2 separate regions of the Zea mays genome follow, and region 2 is linked to region 1. A link is a contact called in public Hi-C data. All regions are on one chromosome and are shown on one strand. The core of a region is the stretch at or near the end of the contact, and the rest is flanking DNA. Distances in the headings are between cores, read along the strand shown. Region 1 holds the start of LOC103635602 (protein TRANSPARENT TESTA 1). Region 2 holds the start of LOC103635604 (cell division protein FtsZ homolog 2-1, chloroplastic).

What was found. Hi-C and Micro-C count contacts between places; a contact is called where the count stands out from the background.
Region 2: a Hi-C map of tassel shows a contact between it and region 1, with 4 times the contacts expected there. The contact joins the promoter of LOC103635604 here to the promoter of LOC103635602 in region 1. A contact is called at or near these places in 6 of 25 Hi-C or Micro-C datasets (bundle sheath, ear, endosperm and 3 more).

Annotation. Positions count from the first base shown.
Region 1 is chr8:100,648,918-100,651,993 of Zm-B73-REFERENCE-NAM-5.0, forward strand. LOC103635602 (protein TRANSPARENT TESTA 1) reads right to left here and starts at 1,434. Exons shown (of 2, transcript XM_008658016.2): 1 at 493-1,434. The coding sequence starts at 1,149.
Region 2 is chr8:100,878,799-100,881,874 of Zm-B73-REFERENCE-NAM-5.0, forward strand. It overlaps LOC103635604 (cell division protein FtsZ homolog 2-1, chloroplastic), which reads left to right and starts at 1,421. Exons shown (of 8, transcript XM_008658017.3): 1 at 1,421-2,028.

The sequences.
Region 1 (3,076 bases), core at 184-2,683:
CTCTCTAGTCTCTACTATGCATATGCATGCTCAGTTTATTACACACTCTACGAGCACAGCTTGCCCTATGGCCACCTCGATCGCATGTTTCAGATCGCGCGCTGCAAGACGAGGCAACATATAGCTACTTTCCCAATTGGAAAGCTCATGTGCAAATTTCTTTGGAATATGCATGATCCACATGCTTCAATTTTTAGGCGCAGCTGGGGACTGGTGACCATAATTAAATGCACTTTCTGTCCCTCTCACTTGAGAGTGCTAACTAATTAATCAAATGGTTAATTTAAATGAAGTCAAGTAGCACTTGTACGCGAAGCCTTCACATGCAACTTTCCTTTTGCGAAAAAAAGAGAAAGCATTCGACACAATTGGAAACAGAAAATAACTCTGATTATTGAGGAAGGGGGTGTTGAGAAAAAAGAGAGAGAGATGGCAATTAAAACCGCGCACTAAAAATCCAAATTGGTGGTATATATGTATGAGCTAAGTTACCTGCATGTTGTTGTATCTGTTGAAAGTCTTGCTGCAGACATGGCAGATGAACTGCACCGGGCCGACGAGTATCTGCGCCGGAGTCGGGATCCAGTACCGCCGGCCGCGGCTGCCGACGATGCCCTCCTCCCCACCCACACGCATGTAATCGGCCGGTCTCTCACCGGACACCACCACCATCTCACTGCGATATCGCTCTCCACCTGCTCCTTCCACCTTGCACTCGTCACTGTCACGTTTCCTTGCCTTCTCGTCCTCTTCCTCCTCGAGATCCTCATCCTCGTCCACGGGCGACGAAGGCGCCGCTTCAGAACAGTAGCCGCTGGCGCCAGTTACCGGCGCCGGCAGGCCGATGCTCAGGTCAACACCGGCGGCCTCCTCTTCTTTGATCGGATTATGGCCAAGATCACGAGTCGTCGCCCTCCCTTCAAGCCTGCCAAGAAGCGGCAAGCACATCATGGCGTCGCGCTCATCATGGACGACGACATCGGCAGCGGCGGCGGCTAGTTGGTCGATCGATGGTGCTGAGACTGTCGTCGAGGACGTAGACGAGGACGACGGCGATGGCGGCGGCGTCGAAGAGGAGGACCGCGGCTTGAGCCACTCGTAATACGGCACGCCGAAAGTGCCCTCCATTGCGCAAGCCCTCAACACCATAGACGGGTCAGTTTGCTCCCTCGGTCGCCCTGTACGATATGCCTCGATCGGCGGCGCAAGTGTGCGCTGCTTTATGTCTTAGCCGCGGGCGGCCTGGGGTATGTACCGGGTCTGGTGACTGGTAGTGTGGAGAAGAAGGAACGAGAGGGGCGTCTATGTCAAGGCGTGCATGCCACGGCCGGGAAGAAACGGGCGAGGGGTGTGCGGCCGGCCGGCCGGCGAGAGGGAGATGGAAGTGGTGAGGTTGGTGCGCCGTTGGTGTTGCTCTCCTTATATGGCGGTGGCGCCCTTTTGGAGCGTGCGGTGCGCGCGCGGCCTTTTCAAGGTTGGAAGGGCTCAGGTACTACGTACGCGGCCGGTGTCGTCGACGCACGCACGCGAAGACACGAGGTGAGCAAGGCAGGCAGCGTGCTGTCGCGTGTGAACGGTGAGAGCGGCGAAATCTGGGCATCGGTGTCGCGTGCCGACGGTATGTGATGCCTAGAGCACGATAGACACGGCCAGCAGGAGCCAGTTAGCGCGATTTTTTTTTATTTTAGCCTTTTTTTAAAAAAATGATGTTTAGACACACGTAAGGCTTAATGTCGTTTTTACACCCTCTACTCAGCATCACAGACCGTGTCGCTAAGATACATGTTGCGTTGGTACGGTATGACTGACGCGGTGCCGACATGACACCCTAGCTTCACGTCACAGATCTTGACGCCGAGCTAGAAAGCACTATAAATTGATCCTTCCCTGGCCGAGAGCTACGCCCGACCATTTCCCACCCTCATTTCCCTCTTCATCCATACTACCGAGAGGTGCTGCAATCTTCGTATTCGAGATTGAAAACTTTGATTTGATCCGTATAGATTAAAGACGAAGGTATAATATGTCACTGATTCGTTTGTTACGTATATTGTGTAGTATGATTTTGATTAATTAGTTTTGATTGATAAACCTATTGCTATTAGTTATGATTTCTAAGATATATGGTTGATATGATGAGTACAGCGTCGGGTACTGTGGGGGACAGATATCCCTCGAGTCCACTAGGAGGTGAAAGACCCTTGCTTGGGGGCCACATACCAGTTGTCCCACAAGGTCGTCTTGACTGGGCCGGAAAAAGGACCGCAAGTGAAATGTGCCGACTCAAGAAGGCGATGGGCCCGTACCCGGATCGTCCGTGGATTATGCGCAATCTCAAGGAACCGTCCGACTTTCCCACGCCCGGCGCCCTTGAACGTCAGGGATAGACCAGGATGGACTCGGCAGGTTCTCCTTAAGATAAGCTAAGTCGGTTCGCTATTAGTTAGGAGATATACTAGAAGAATGTGATCACCATGTATGTAGGGAGTGTCTCATGGTCGTGTATATAAGGCCTAGGGGGAACCCCATCATTTTCATCTCATCGGCCCTTCTCCATTTAGGAGACGTCACTTGTAACCCACTACGCATACATAGTCACCCTAGGAAATAGGGTATTACGCCTCTCAAAGCAGCCTGAACCTATAAAAAATCACCTCTCTCTCTCGTGCTCCTAGCACGAACCATCGAGCTACAATCAACAACACCGTCCTACCCAAAAGCACTGCAAGGGTATCCCTAGGTGTGCGGTCGGACACTAGACACCGACAGCTGTCGTGTCAGGTAGGGGGTGTGTCGTTGATCAAAGCTAGCTCAATGGGCATCACCTTCAAGAAAAAGATCACTCTTCGCATAGGAGCTATGTTCCGTTTTGGAACCATCTCATGCATAGCAGACGAAGAGGGGACTATACACCGCGTAGTGGATCCACCAGAGAAAAGGCCTTCCTCAGGAATCCCGAGGGAAGCCAGAGCAAGACTACGGATAGCGCCATCGCTCGCAGCTCGGGGGAAGATGATCCCTCGCAGACCAAGGTTCGGGAGCCCACAAGAGAATAAAGATCGGCCGGTCGGGGTCT
Region 2 (3,076 bases), core at 171-2,670, 230 kb after region 1:
TATATCACCCAATCATCTTCTGAGGTAATGGAGATCAACCGTCGGACAACTGTTCCATATGTAATATGGGACAACAAACCCTGAATTGATATTCTAGGGTCGTTTATGTCACAACTAATCTCCTCACAAGCTCGAGCCAAAAGCTGGTCAAAAGTTGGTCTTTCAACGAACAACATGGTCACGATCTTCGTACCATCAAAAGTAACACTCCCATAAGCATCTATCTCCACCCTTCCTCCATGGTATAGTGTTACTAGGCTGTCCATCTATTGCAAAAATGGATTACTAACTCAATAATGGCTACATACTTAAGCCTACTAACTTACTAAGTAATAAATATATATTAACTAATAACTATACAGTAAATATTAAATGAACACATCAAACGAAATTACATAATCTATAAATAATGTACGAAAACTATGTATACCTGAGAACGCGTACGACTCCAGCTAACGGTGGAGAAGGTCAAGTCGGACGAACACCTACGTAAAAAAATACCAATTGTCAGTAAAAAATTTGGCAGCACCTCCCTTGTAAAGTGATGTTTATAGAACCTGCGAATAAACGACAACACGATGGTTGCCAACACAGAAAACATGTAATATCAATGCTCTAAACAAAATGGTAACTATATAATCACTAAGAATTTACTAAACACTAACAATATACTACGCAACAAACTAGCTAACTATTTTAATAAACACTAACAATAAAATATCTAACTATTTACTAAACAATAAATAAGTGTATACCTAACTAATTACTACTAGTTTACAAACTAAGAAATTAAAAAAAAATACTAGACAGCAGTGTTTGCGGGAGCTACCGGGGCCGGAGCGGGCGGTGGCCGATCGTTGGGAGCGAGCTCGGGGCGGCAGTGGGCGGGGACTAGGCGGCGTGGGGAGCGAGCTCGGGGCGGCAGTGGGCGGGCGGCGGCTAGCGAGCTCGGGTGGAGCTCGAGCGGCCGGAGCGTGGCGGGGGCGGGCGGAGCTCGAGCTCGGGCGGACCTCGGGCGGCGAGCGAGCTCGGGCGAACTCGGGCGGGGCTCGCGGCGGCGAGCCGGAGCGTGGCCGGGGCGGGCGGGCGCCGGCGAGCCGGACCTGGGGAAGGCGGCGGCGGTGATTTCGAATGGGTAGAAAGAGAAGAAACGCGCGCAGAGAGAAGGCAGTTTTCGGTTTTTTCCTAGCTCGGCGCCAAGATCTGTGGCGCCGAGCTAGGTGCCACGCGGGACTGCCACGTCACGAAGCTCGGCGCCACAAGCTGTGGCGCCGAGCTGTGTTACCTCGGCGCCACAGGCTGTGGCGCCGAGCTTCGGGTCCAAACGTGCAAATAAAATTTTCGGGGGTCCAAACGTAAATTTTTGACTCGAAAGGGGCTAAAAAACAAAAAATTCGGTCAGACATGTGGAGTTGTGGACAATGGTGGGTGCTTGCGGTTCCCCAGTGTGAGGCGAGGCGAGGTTGGTGTGACATACCAGTCCATCATGTCGTGCCAACGTGACTCGCACAGTCGCCCGCCCTAGGTGAGGCCCAGCCAAGCACGGCCTATCAGAGCGTTGGACTGTGCTCACTCGGCCGCTCTATGGCCCATGAGCTCCAGGCATCTAGTCGCAACTTTTTTCCTTTTTTTCCCTTTAAACCTTTCCTTTTTCTTTTTTAAGAAAAGACAAAATTGGAATCCTCGTGTCGCCGTTCAGCCGTTGGGCTTTGGCCACTCAGCCAGCGCTCACCAACTCACCGAGTGTCCGAGTCGTTGGCTTGGCTTGGCTTGGCTCCGCCCGTTGGCATCGTCTACTCGCCGAAAACCTCGCCGAGTCCCTGCCCTCCCTGGGCGGTGGGCGCGGAAACCCTTCGTCTGTTCGCTAAACCTTGGCGGCCGGATCTCCCACCTTCAGAATCCATCTGGTCTCCTCTATAAAAGCGCTGGGAGGATCTGCCGACTTTGCCGTCCATAGGCGGCGTCTCTCCGGTGTCCTGCGTCTGCGCCGCACACATCCCCCACTCTTCTTCCAGTGAAACAGTTCAGGTAAAATAAGCGACTTTTTACCAGTAATAAATCCATTTTGACCCGTTCCCAAATACTGGCCTTACCTCTATGTCTACAATTTTTTGGTGGAGATTGGGGTTATTCTTGAAATATTTGATTGCCTGCTGTAGTTCCCCTATCGAGCCTCTCTAAATAGAATAATGTACGACCCCACTGTGTTTTAGTGTAAGGTTCGGTGGCCATCATAACGCCCTCACAACATGCGGATTTTTCCGGATCCATTTATGTGTATTTTACCCTCGATTCGACTCTGTCATGTGTTGTTAGTTCAATTCCATTTTGTTGTAATGTATTATTAGTTCATTCGTTTGGTCCGTTCCGTTCAAATTATTTCATTTCAAAGTATGCAGTATGAACTATAACCACACCAAACACTTGCTAAAGAGAGATTCTGATATTTGCCATCAGCAAGAAACAGGTTTGTAAAATTGCCATTAGACCCACATTTTATAGACCCAGCTGGACCCACAATTCATAGACACAGTGTTAATTATAACAAGGAGACAACATTGTGAGTGGCAAAAATCCAATTATCTCCCTTGCTTAAATGATAGCGCCACCAAGTTAGGAAAGGAGACAATTGCATATTTAGGACTTCAAACATAATGCTTCACAATAATACCATTTATAACATTTGTTTTGCAAAATGGGACTATAGACATCACCTAATTGATTATACTGCCATTTACCGCACGCTCTTTCTTTTCTAATATATTCTCATGTATTTTAATGTATTTTATGTTTGAGGAGACACATTTATCATTCGTCGAACGGGAGAGAATCGGCCATGAACCGCGGCCAAGCTTCCCTGTGTCTTTACATAATTATTATTCCTGCCATGGCCACGCCCAACGAGGTCAGCGCGTCCGCCCGTTCTCCGGCCACGAGCAGACGACGCCGCATCCCATGCCTTGGCCGCATATTTCTCTCGAATTGGCTGTGTGAAGTTTTTCTTCCAGATATGTGTTTCCTTTCTAATCCTTGTAGGGCATCATTGTTAAGAACTTCAGCTGCAACATCCACATCG